2 separate regions of the Mus musculus genome follow, and region 1 is linked to region 2. A link is a contact called in public HiChIP or PLAC-seq data. All regions are on one chromosome and are shown on one strand. Each heading gives the region's core, a stretch centred on a gene start, on an enhancer-like site or on the middle of the called end of the contact. The rest is flanking DNA. Distances are from core to core; before and after follow the strand shown.

Region 1 (6,285 bases), core at 797-3,296, 180 kb after region 2:
CACAATTACTAATTCCAGAGGACATGAAATGGGATCAAAGAAAATGGGTTTCACATATACCCTGCAGCTCATGCCCGAATGGAATGTACATAATGTTTCTAATCATGTGAAGCTTAACCATAACTCATCAGAACTTTAAAATAAATAAGTGAAATGAAAGAAAATGGGGGTGAGAGTGAAAGAAAGAAAGGGGGAATGGGAAATGCTTGAAATCTGTTTCCCCTGCAGAGTTTCTACTAGGAAGCTCTTGCCTGTGTGAGGATATCTGAACCCTCTGTGTGACGCTCTCACCCCAGCCCTGTACCACCTCTGGGCTGATTAGAGCTGCCCACAACCTTGTGTTTTCCAACTGTGCCTGCTTCCCTCCTAGCTCAGGAGTGTCCCCTCCTCTCCAAGTTGGATCCTTTCTATTCTCGGCACTCTGTGAAACTCTTCATGGCCACCCCCATTTCCAGGGACCTTTCCCCCTTTTAAATTCCCAAGGCAGTCACTATGTGCACAGAGTTAGGCTTGGGGATTTTGCATTTCAGCTTTCCAGGAGATGTGTGCAATGCCTCTGTACGGGCCTTGAGGACAGATTCTCCTACTGTGGCTCAAGGGGTGCCACGGAGCTGTCTACATGGTAAGAACATTAATATTTTTTGAACAAATTAGCTAATTAATAATTAAGTTACTTTATTTGATGTCTCCCTCATGTGAGGCTTTTGTAGTTTTTTCCAGTGAACAACAGGGGTTGGTTGTGACTTTCTACTGATCTCCTGCTCCTGTGGTTCTGGGACTGTGACAACAGAATCTGTCATTTCTTAGATATCCTGCATGTTCCATGCACAGAGCACGGCACCCGGGGAGAGGAGATGATTTGAACACAGATGGAATGTTCCCACTCCAATTGGTGGCAATTTTGCTTTGGATGAGCTGTTGATAACAGAGCCTAGTGGGAAAAGAACCAGCAGATAGAGACAGTGGTCAAACCAACACTTGGCTCCTTGATGAAGAGAAAAGGCAAGAGGTCTCCCAAATCTTAAAGTATTGGGAGTTCAACCTCTCTTCCCACCCCTTCCCTTGGAAGGAGTGGGGATGGCAGGTCATGGTGGAGGTTCTGAAGATGCTAATTTAAAAGTCACATAGAGCTTGTGGTCATTTGCCCAGGAAATGATCTCCGCAGGCTCAAGAATTCGAGCATTTACTGCCCAGTTGGTGGCACTGCTTGGGGAGGTTATAGAACCTTTGGAGGTGGCACTGACTTGAGGAAGATCACTGGAGGAGATGGGGTGCTTTAAGAGTTTTATAGCTTTGCCCAAGTTCTGCTTCATTCTCTACTTTGGGTTTGGTCTTTGCAGGAGTGATCTCTGGACTTGCTGCTCCCGTTGTCAGCTTCCATGCCTCCCCCACCATTATGGACTCCCCCTCTGAAACTGTAGTCAAAATAAACTCTATCTTTCATAAGTCCCTTTTGGTCGTGGTGTTTTATTACAGCAACATCAACAACAGGCCTCACACACAAATTACACGCAAATGACTGCATGTCTAGACATGGTTGCTGTCCCAAATATATCTATATCTAAACACACACACACAGAGACAGACACACATACACACACAAACACACACATACCATACACACAACCACACACACACACACATATATATATATGGGTATATCTCCAACTGTTTTTTGAATCTAAAATCTAAAGCACTTTTAGTTTCATTTGCTGTAAACAAACAAACAAACAAAACAAAAAACAAAAACAAAAACAAAAACCAGATTCTTGGCCTCTAGTTCGAGCATGCTGTTCATAGATCCAAAGGCCCAGGAAATACTCCAAAGATCTCTTGGGAAGAAATCAGCAAATGGTACAGTTCCATGAAATAAACCCACAGTTAAATAGTCTTGACCTTGAAGTAGATAAAGATCAAGCCTCGAAAACACAGTGTTTGAGCTTGAACCGAGGCATCGGCACTTTGTTCTTAGCAGGCCAGGACCAAGTGTGTCTGTAGGATGCTAAGAGGATTGAAAACACTTGGATGAGTGAGGTCATTTGTGAGAGATTGTGTGGGGCTGGAAATTCCGCCAAGGTGCTCACCACAATGTTTGTAGAAAGCCACACCCTTTACCATTGGGTTGACGACTTCCACAATTCTAAAGGTTAACGATTTTGTGGATCCAGGCCTCGCCAATACTGTACCTCTCAAAAGCTTCATTTATCTTTCATCTGGGGGATTTACCAGTGACTTTTACCTGCACGTATTCTGTTGGCAGGAGTAAGACAATGAAGTACAAGGTTTTGCATATCCTTAACTCACAAAGCCAATAAGGATGCATTTGCTGTGGAGGAGCAGACAGAATTCTGGGGAATGTAGTCACAAAGAAAAACCCACAGTAAGTGCTGCTTGCTCACAGAGGGAAGGCAGTTCAGGTGACATTTCGTGGTGTATTCCACGGTCTGTTTGGACACCTGAAGCTTTAATTGAGGTTGGTCTCTTGCTTCAGGGAACCCCATTTCCTGAACACACTGGAGGCTACACACTCAGTACAGTTAAGTGATGCTGATAAAGAGCTGAAGCAGATGTTTGGGGAGGGAGGGGAGAAGCATGGTGTGGTCAGTTATCAGAGCAGGTGAGGCTTGTGGTGCTCTGTGGGAGCACTGAAGAGTTCTCTATTATGAAAGGTGAGGGGAGAGAAGAAGCAGACCCTGTTTCTCAATACTGACAACTCCTTGCTCTCAAAGGAACAAATCCATCTTTCTGCCTCTTGGCAGCACAGCACTCACATAGATGGATTGGGGGAGCTTTTCCCCCTTCTTCTTTTTTCACTATTCCCAAAGAAAGGCATTCAAGCCTTTCTTAACCTTACATTCCAACCTCTCGTGGTGCCTATACTCAGGAAATACTTCTTCAGGTTTAACTAAATCCCTCTCTGCAATGTGAGACCATTGCTATCCTCCAAGGACTCACAGAACAGCTGCCTGGCACCTGGCCAGTCACACCATTCCACGTTTCCATTGTTCAGGGGAGGAACAGCTCGAGGCTTTTGCTGATTGGCTCTCACCACCCAGCAGGAACTCAGGCCAGAACACCAGGCTGTGCTGAGGCTGCTTTGCTGGGACATGAAGTACTAGTCTCCCAGGACACCATTCTCCCAGGCTCAGAAATCAGCACACGTGACTTAACACTTCCTGAGAGTGACATGCTCTGTGAGGGGGTTTGAAAGGTGGCTGGGAATGTCTCTATAGTGCCTCACCTAGCAAGTTTAATAGGTGTTATATCTATTGTGTGTGGAGAAAGAAAAAAAAAAAGCAAAAAACATTTCAGGTAGCCCAGGCTGGCTCAAAGTTGCTATGTTGCCAAGGAAGGTCCTGAATACTTCCTTCTCCTGCATCTGCCTTGAAAGTACTGGTGCTCTTAGGCATGTGTCACTATGGTAAGCTTTATAGCTCTCTCTCTCTCTCTCTTTCTCTCTCTCTCTCTCTCTCTCTCTCTCTCTCTCTCTCTCTCTCTCAATCAAGTAAAGAAAAGTAGGCTCAGTCAAAGGCCACACAGATAAGAAATGAAGCCCCGAGTGGACTCTCATATTGTGAGCATTCAGGTTTGGTGTCCCTTCCGATGTATGAGAGTGCTTCCCAGGGATCACTAGAGCACACAGAGCACACGTGTTCTGTCCTTGCAGACTTCAGGGTAACAAACAGCAGAGACCAGTGCATGAGAAAAGGAGCACAAGAGCTCACTGACAACTCCAGACAAGATGAGTTGTTGGTCACTATAAACTATGAACCAAGTTAGAGGATTTGCTTAGAGAGGCAAGAAGAAGCCAATGCAGGTGATGGGAGGTTTTGGGAGACAGAACTGCTGCTGCTTAGCCAGACTGGGGCTTAAAGCTGGTCAACCCTGGGCAGGCTCAGACCCAGTGAGCTTCAGTTTTATCCTTCAGGAAGCATAAGAAGAACACGTTCACAAGCTCGTTGTTTAAAGTAGATGAGGTAAGTAATAGTTAACGAGCAGCCAGGTCTGAGAAGCTAAATAAAGGTCGAAACGAGTCATGTTCTGGGATGAGCAGAGCAAAGAGAGGTTAAGTTAGGAAAGGTTTGATGAAAGAAGAAGAAAGATGGAAACTCAGGGAAGAAGACAAAGAAAGCTGCCCTTCTTAGCCCCTCTCCCCACTTCCCATGGGGATGCCATGTTAGCCTTTGAATGTGAGGACCTACACTGTCTGTCTCTGTAAACCATGGTGGGTTGTATTCCTGTAACAACCAGTCACAGGAGAGACCATAGGTGAGAGATTTATATGATATCCAAGGAGATGCATTAAAGCAGAAAATACCCTAGAGTGAAGGGTCATTTTGCTGTAATGCCATTAAAACTTGAGTGTGCTATGCAATTCAACAATTATCAGCGTGGATAACGTCTGGAAATGTTAAATCTAATGATTTGACTTGCTTGCCATGAGCCTGCTCCTTCTGATTTTGATGGGAGAAGTGACCTTTCCTAGGATCCACAAATGATTGGAAATGGAGCGGTTGCAATTCTTGGACCCTTTCTATTGACTGATTAAGTAAATCATCAACTAAATGGAAATCCAATTTGAAAGGCATAGATTTAAATGAATTAATAAGTGAACTGATAAGGCAAAATGGTAACAGTAATAAGAAAAAAATCTAGACTTGGTGGGAAACTTTAAAATAAGCTTTAAACAGTCAGAAGCCAGAGAGGGAAACCACTGAGTGCTCATACGGCCTGTGGCAAAAGAGCTTTTGACATTTACCCAATCCAATGTGGCTCCGTGGGATGCAAACCACAAGGCCACAGATATTTTCAAAGGCATGCAGTACTTCTTGTGGCTATATGATAAGCTGGTTAAGGTGCCCAGACTAAAGGATTGTGGGAAATTCAGCCTGTGTGCTCCTATGATGCCAAATCCTGATGTGGGTTTCTGTGGTTGGTGAAATGAAGTCAGGGGTGTTTCAGGCTTCACCACCCTGAATGCTGTTCCCGCATGGACCACTATCAACACACAAAAGTGCTGCTCTGGGAATCCAGTCCAGAACTTGATTAAGAAAAGATGCTCCCAAATACAGGTGAGAAAAAAAGTGCAATCATAATCACTGGAAGTCCACTCTGTACCAGGTACTGTGTACATTGATTTTGTTAATCCTCATAGCAATTTGCAAGCTAGAATGTCTAAAGTCCTCTAAAGGAGCTTAATGTAGAGTTGAGATTTTAACTCAAAGCTGACTGACCCTGAAGTATATTAAGATCTCGGGTTTTCCATCTCACAGATTTACCCCTTCAAAATAAAATAGGCTAAGTTCACTGAGCTGTCAGTATGTATATGCCAGCAGGCTTAGATGAGGTTGAGATTCAAAGCTGCATCCATATTGTAAAACATGGGATCACTGAGGACTTGGGTTGAGAGATTTGTATTCCATTGGAGAGGAGAAATCAAAGAAGGTTTTAGAAAGTCGTTAATATTGAGGTTTTCTCAGTTTGTTTTCTATTGCTGTGATAAGCATGTGATTAACATGGATAAAACATGTCCAAAGGCAACTTGGGGAGGAAAGAGTTTATTTGGTTTGCACTTCCATGTCACAGTCCACTTTTGAGGGAAGTAAGGACAGGAATGCAAGACAGGAATCTGGAGGCAGGAACTGAAGCAGAGAATATGGAGGAAGGCAGTCTATGGACCTGTTTCCCATGGCTTGCTTGGACCACAATTTTATATTATCTACAACAACCTGCTATGGGTGGCACTATCCCTGTCCCCTGGTAGGTGAGGCCTTCATACATCAATCATTAATCAAGAAAATCCTCCCCTAAACTTGCCTATAGGAAATCTAAATGGAGTCATTTTCTTAGTTGAGGTTCTTTCTAGATGACATCAGCTTGTGTTGAGTTAATGAAATACATACATTACATGCATACATACATACATACATGCATACACACATATATATATACATATACATGTATATATATGTATATATGTGTGTGTGTATATATAAATATATATATATATATATATATATATATATATATATATATATATATATATATATATATATATAAAGACACACCCAGGACAGGGGATATGGTTATAATTTCCTTCCCCGCTTTTATATTGGAATTCACAGTTCTAGAAAAGACCAACTAGAAAGCAAATAGAGATGGAAACAAGCCCTATTGTAGCAGGGTAACAATAAAGCTTTGAATTAAGTGACAAGTAGAGGGCCTGAGTGAGAAATATAGCAAATTACATGTCCAACAGGATGGCCACAGAAACATTTCCCATGG
Region 2 (6,664 bases), core at 3,835-6,334:
ATAAAAAAAAAAAATAAGGCTGGGAGCTGCAGTGGGGGTGCACTGGGGGAAGAAAAGAGACAGGGAACTGGAGCTCAGGGCGCAGGAGGACAGGAAGCTGGAGAGAAAGGGGGGGATAATGAGTGGAACGCTCTCCTGTGCCTCCTAGGAGCACAGTTAGAATTCAGTTCACAGGGCTCAGTGGCTCACCATTTTTTACCTAGCTGAAACACACAGACACAGACACACACACAAAACCACCTCCTTTTTAAAAAGTCTTGCTTTTTTTTTTTTTTTTTTTTGGTCTGTTCAAAATCAATGCAGTTGAAATTTAACAGCTTAAGCAAGCCCACTGATAACAAGAGGAACCAGCTGAAACCCGTTTTGCAATATCTTGCCCCTCAAAGAAAAATACAGAAAATGCTTAATTTTCAAATCTCTAATTGCTCGCTTCCTTCCTTCCTTCCTTCCTTCCTTCTTTCCTTCCTTTCTACCTTCTTTTTTCTTTCTTTCTTTCTTTCTTTTTTCTTTCTTTCTTCTTTCTTTCTTTCTTCCTTTCTTTCTTTCTTTCTTTCTTTCTTTCTTTCTTTCTTTCTTTCTTTCTTCTTTCTTTCTTCCTTTCTTCTTTAAGGAGGCATGCTAGAGAAACAGTAACTCATTTTAAAATCTGGCACCTGGAATGAAATTTATGGGCAAAAACACCTTTATACAAAAAGTTTATGGCTTCCCACAGAACGCAGTGAGATTAGAATTGAGCGACTGTAACAAAGGGTGATTTGGTGATTTTGTAGGGTTTTTCTGTTTTTTTTTTCTTTTTTTTTTTTTCTGGAGGGGAAAACAGATGATTTAGAAAGTGTTAGGAACATATCAAGCCCCAGGGAAAGAAAAACGTTTGATTGGTATTAATTAAAACACTGCTAATATATTCTAATAAAATCAGATTTAACATTCTAAACTAATCCGCCTAGCATGTCAAAGGCAAAGAAAAGTATTATCTATCTTATTTGCATCTGGGCAACTCGAATGCATTTGCTCATTCGGCAGAATTAATTTCTATCACCAGTCTATTTAATCTCCTCACAGATTTAAGCAAACTTATTCTTTCAGGCTAAAAGGGCCCAGGGTGGGGAAACCATGGACGGTATTTGGAAGAGCAGTGACTGTATTTGGGGCCCATTTTCTGGCTGACCATAGTCTTTTCTCTTCATTCGTTATAATGGGATGTGGAGAACGGCAGAGATTGCAGAGTGATAAACGGCTCAGGGAGTCTTTTTTTTTTTTCTTCTTCCTCCTTTCTCTCCTTATATTATACCTGGTGGCTTATTTAAAAAATTTGGTTGCTAAATTTTAACAATGGCATTTATTTAGTGCTGCCAACCTGTTCATGAACATCTAATTTTTGTTTTCTAATTTCAGAACCTATATCATCACAGATTTCTAATGGAAAATAAATAGATAGATAGATAAACAAATAAAGGTACTTATACCAAAAACCCATTATTTTTCTTAGCTATTTTCTTTTAAGCTTCAGTCCTAAGGGTCAGTGAGGAAATATAAAATTTCAATCACCAAGAACTGAGTTCTTTGTTCTGTTTTTAAGTCAAATATCTCTTTGGGAGAATTCCATATTTTCATGGAGCATGGAGTTTCAGCTCTTTATTGCTAAGCTCTCCCGACTGATAACATCATCCTCAGATGGTATTATGGCCAAAATATTTTGCCTGAATATTAGTCTCCTGAACCTGATAGCCCATGCAAATATGAACCTAACACACACACACACACACAAAGATGAATGGGCCGGAAATGCTGAGGCCCGTATGGGTGTGTTTCTATAAGGAGGGAGTCTGCAGGCTGTGGGGAGGTAGACTGCCTGCAGTCTGCATCACGGAGGTGGCTGCAGAGATCTTTCTCCATTGCCTTTTCAAGTCTTCAAGGTAAAAGAGCAACTGCAGTTTGGTTTCACTTGTATTGTTCCATAATCCAGGCAATAAATGCTAATTAGTAATGCTCAAGGATCCGACCATTCAGAGTAATTATCATAATTTACTTCTTCCTTGTTAAAGACATTCCTTGCTGATTTTAAAAAAAAAAATCAAGTCATTCTGTCCCCCATTACATTACAGTGAGTATTCACTAGAGAGATGTTCAAGGTCCACTCAGAGCCTCATGGCTGCATTTGAAGTCACCCGACATGTGCCTTGGCTTATTCCAAGTGGAGCCACAACTTAATTTCAAAAGCAGAATTCATGTAAATGCATCGAATTCTGCACATGCACCAGGAATGTATGATTTTTATTTTACAAACCCCAAAGGCTCCTCCTTCCGGGCCCACCCCTTTTTTCTGAAACCACTTATGAGCAGAACAAAGGAATGTACTAACTGTGGAGGCAGCATTACATGTGAGCAGTCACTGCACTGTGAAGTGTGCGCTACGACAACATATTTCATCGTACAGAAGTGCGGATAATTAAATAATGCCACAGCAACCCTGACTCATTAGCAGAAAGATCTTTAAGGAGGAATCAAGAAGATGGATCCAATCAACTTGGAGAGTACTCTTCCTTCTCTGAGATCTCAAATATATTTTAGTTGGTTGGTGATTGATTCATGCAGGGCTCGAGGACAAAAGCCAGTTTCTCAAAGCCGAATGCGGATCTTTTTTAGACGAACAAACTGTATGTCTTAGATGAGTTGGATTTAACATAAGGCTTAATGTTTGGAGTCAAAGGTAGAGCGTGCCACCTTGATGCTCATTTCCCCTTTTATCCATAGATCTAAGAAATGCCCAACCCTTAACCTTTCAGTTGGCTTCCTCAACATGCATGTAGCCTCTCCTACATTTTCTAATGACGGATGTTCAAGTTCCTTATTGCTTGAACCAAGTAAGTATCATCGTCACAGAAATAAGCAACTGTACTCAGTGTCTTCCAGGGTCTCCCCCTACTCCATTTCCTTTGTCTAGGTGCTATTCTCAGTTTTCAGTGTCCATTGGTCCTTTAAGGGGGAGCTCCAGGTTTAACTTGAGGGCTATAAGCATTGGAAGAATAATTCCCATTGGATACTGTACAGAGAAGCCACCTGCAAAATGTTGACGCTGTTATTGAAGTCTCAAGTGGAGTCAGCTTTCAAAAAATTAGATATTAGATACATCCGGCATAATTTGCAATCTGTAATTATACTAATGTGCATATAGCTGTGCTTTGCTTTATCTGTAGCCTACTTGAGTGTGTCCCCATCACCCCCCATCCTCGGGCATGTCTCATGCTTGGAATTGCTTGGGAGGAGAGTGCTTTGTAAGTCAGCTTAGGGTTTTTTTTTTAATTCCTTGTTAATTAATACAAGAATAAAAGGACTTTGCTTCATGTGTGCTTCCATGAGAATGAAAGTGGAAAACCTAGATGTTGCAAACTCTTGATCTTTCAAAGGCTCCTCACTGGAGAAAATTTGAATTCTTTGCAAAATATTTGCAGTTCTTTGTGAGTTTGGTCTTCATCCTGGCTGTGGATAACTCGGAAGCACAGAGAACAACAGAAAAGTACATATTACACATAAGGAATCCATTTCCTTTGTTGGAATCAGAGACATGGCATTTGCCAGAGATGATGATTTTTAATCTAATAAAAGCAATCAAACCATTAACAATAATAAACAATTTTCTGTTTTTCCCCTCCATTTTGCATGTCACGAGATGAGTAACTGAGACTCTTATCCACTAACTTCAGTTCCCTTTTGGGGCCTCAACACGATTCCAGAGATCTACTGATGGCTCCACTGGGGAGCCCCCTCCAGCGAGCTGCCCCCCCCCCCCAAGATCTACCTATTAAGAAAAAGCCCAGGCAGATCACAGTGAGTTGGCTGGTCAGCCTGCTACTTGCCATTTGCCATGTATGCAGTAGGTGGTGAGCTTGTCGAGACAAGCTTAGAGAATTGTTACAGAGTAAGACTATGTGAGGCCCTAAGTTTTTGCTTCTTCATTCAAATTACAAAAAGGATCTCAAGAGAACTTTGCATTGAATAGATGATGCTACTCCACTGCTCTTGCAATTAGGTAGGTATAGAACCCAAAGAACAAAGCTGTAAAATTTTTAACTCTCGACAAACATGTGGAATCTGACCTTTCTCCTACTGTCCACTTCATATTCATTCCTTAAAATTCCTTTTAATAGTGTTTATAATATACATAGCATATAAAAGCCTGTTTTGCATGGGTTGGCTATATAAAACATCAAAGCCATATATAGCTTGTTTCTTTTTTTTTTTTTTTTTCAATCTTCTCACATATTCTTGGGCTTTCCATTAGTCACTACCTTTATGAATCATAGCAGTATTATAGGCACTGTCTTTTCTTAATGCAATACCATGCTAATTTATTCACGAATGAGTCGTACATGCATGCCAAAGCTTAACATCCCCAATATCACTGTTTACAAAATGCATTGCCTGGGCATAGCATTTACCCTAAGTCATTCTACCAGTTAGATGTCTCCTCTAGAGAGTCAGCATCCTCAAATACTCCAAGTATTTAATACAGTATGTGCCGTGGTGTATCCCGTTCAGCGTGCCTAGCTCATTGATGCGTTTCCATTGTGTGAGTATAAAGGAGAAGTCGATGTCAAAGGCTTTAGTTAACTAAAAAACCACTTGCAAATCCATCTCATTCATAACTACTTCTGCAGAGTAAGAGAGAAGCGTTAATAGCTCTCTTCTCAAATATCCTTATCTGTGAAGTGAGTAAGTGGGTCAGGCTAGGTAGGGTCTCAGTGCTTACCCCCTCTCAGAATTACTGAAGCTATGTCATAGTATAGGGGGCAATAGGAGCAAGGCCAAAACCTGTGAACTTATTTGTCCATTGGTACCATCAGTTGCCCTTCAAAGTTACATCTGATTCCACCTCCAGGGTCATTTGTTACTAATCTGCTTTATCTTGTTGAGAAAGCACCTAAGATTGGAGTTTATTTTTCAGGGAGGGATGGTGACAGAAAAAAAAGCAGCCTAGGGGCAAAAGAAAAGAAAACTAAAGCTTCCCAAAGGGAGAAGTGAATTCTTGATCCCAGTTATAAAGCCACATCCTTCAACATTAACTTGGAAGATATCCAGACACTGCCTTTCTGTTTTAGACCACACCCTCTCCCCAGCCCTTCTGCTATCCTGTGATTTCTTGTGGTGTGGTTTATTTACTCCATTGGATTGCTGCCTATAAGTTCTGTGTTTCTTGTTCCCCTTGGTTTATTTGAATTGTGGTCATGTTCTTTTCAGGAGCCTACAATGGTCACTTGACCACAGTGCACTTCCCAAACGAGACACTGACATGTTCAAGGCCATCTGGAAATGACCCCATCTCCTTTTCTCAAACCACTCAGAATGTAAAACCCCTTCTTTTATTAAGCCAAACTGGATTCCCCAGTCTCCAAATCTTTGACATGTTTACAGCTGACTAATTTCCTTCCTGGGTGCCCCAATATTCCAGTAACTCCTGCCTTCCTTCATTACTGTCTCCCTTTTCCCCTTTCTCCTACACTCTCCTTCTTTTCCCTCATACCCTCTCCTTCTTTCCCTTTTCTTTTTCCTTTCTCTTTATCACTACTCCCTCCCTTCCCTTTCTCTCTCCCTCCTTCCCTTTCTCCCTCACACTTTCTATTTCAGTACCATGTGCCAAGCTCTATGGCCGGCACTGAAAATACCAAGACATATTCAAGGGGCTAAGCAATGAACACCCACTAATTCCAGTGCCTCCATTCACTCCTGTATTGCAGCAGTTAGGCACCTACAACCAACTTAGTTTGCCTTCATTCCTAGGACTCATTTGACTGTGCTCTGTGTCCTGTGATCTTTTGCTCTGTGCCTGTGTGTTCTGTTTCAGGGAGGGTAGACCTGAAGCTTTCTTCTTTGTACACACTGACACAAGACTGCTGCTGCATTGATTCTTGAGCAAGGCGAACAATGGAAGAAAGCCACTTTTTGTTGTTAAAGTGAGGTAGCATTTCTGCTGTAGTTAGAAAGAGCATTGTCTCTCCAGTGTCCCAAATCACTTCCATTAAACAGTCAATGTGATAACTGTCTGTGACATGTTCTATTATCTTTCTAGTTGTTCTGATGTTCCTTTCAGCTGGTCCTATAGCCCCCTTTCTCAGTAATGTCTCCCCAGTGAAAGGAAAAAGACTGCAGAGGCTTCAGACTGACGGACGCTCATGCCAACTGTGAAGTTGAAACAAAGCCAGTGACCAGCTGAAGAGGCCCCTCCTGCCCAGCAGCCACCCACATGGTGCAGTTGCAGCCAGTAGTAATCTTTGCAAGAAGCAGAGAAGCCCAGAACACTCATGAGTCAAAACCATGCCCTTCCTTGTGTGTATCCCTGTCTCGTTCAGATTGATGCTCCTTCCATTTGGATCCTGGTATGAATATGCTTGTTACTGTACGAGTGTAAAAAGCTTTGCCCAAATGTGTTAATGTATGAAGAGACTGGATTTTTTTTGGGGGGGGGAGAGAGTTATTTTTATCAAAACACAGTGTTCGTTCTTGAGAGTGATCTAGAAAATAAAAAGCAGTTGGAAAAGACAGCAAAGCAGTCACAGGCGATCCACAGAGATGCTCACACCACCACACAGAAACACCACACCATGCTCCCAGACTCTGAGCAGGGAGCTTGACTCTGTGACATACTATGGCTGCTGCCAGGGGTCAA

Evidence for each region. HiChIP or PLAC-seq counts read pairs in DNA pulled down with a chosen protein or histone mark.
Region 1: an H3K4me3 HiChIP or PLAC-seq map of neural progenitor cells shows a contact between it and region 2, with 42 read pairs. The contact joins two enhancer-like sites. A contact is called at or near these places in 5 of 39 promoter capture datasets (3T3-L1-derived adipocytes, cranial neural crest, frontonasal cranial neural crest and 2 more), 1 of 484 Hi-C or Micro-C datasets (cerebral cortex) and 14 of 115 datasets of contacts at active chromatin or transcription factors (the NIH/3T3 cell line, VIP interneurons, cardiomyocytes and 11 more).

What each region holds. Positions count from the first base shown.
Region 1 is chr9:41,763,700-41,769,984 of GRCm38.p6, forward strand. Gm46143 (a long non-coding RNA gene) reads left to right here. Exons shown (of 2, transcript XR_001779341.1): 2 at 531-1,446. Among named protein-coding and RNA genes, the nearest start is that of Gm46143, 6.5 kb to the left of the region's middle. Within about 2 kb of position 2,047, at least 95 of the 459 cell types and tissues checked have an H3K27ac peak or open chromatin away from gene starts, as enhancers often do. A contact at or near this core is called in the NIH/3T3 cell line, neural progenitor cells and pancreatic cancer cells, where this site is marked.
Region 2 is chr9:41,584,132-41,590,795 of GRCm38.p6, forward strand. It overlaps Mir100hg (Mir100 Mirlet7a-2 Mir125b-1 cluster host gene), which reads left to right. Exons shown (of 5, transcript NR_131928.1): 5 at 5,843-5,888. Among named protein-coding and RNA genes, the nearest start is that of Mir125b-1, 5.5 kb to the left of the region's middle. Within about 2 kb of position 5,085, at least 69 of the 459 cell types and tissues checked have an H3K27ac peak or open chromatin away from gene starts, as enhancers often do. A contact at or near this core is called in the NIH/3T3 cell line, neural progenitor cells and pancreatic cancer cells, where this site is marked.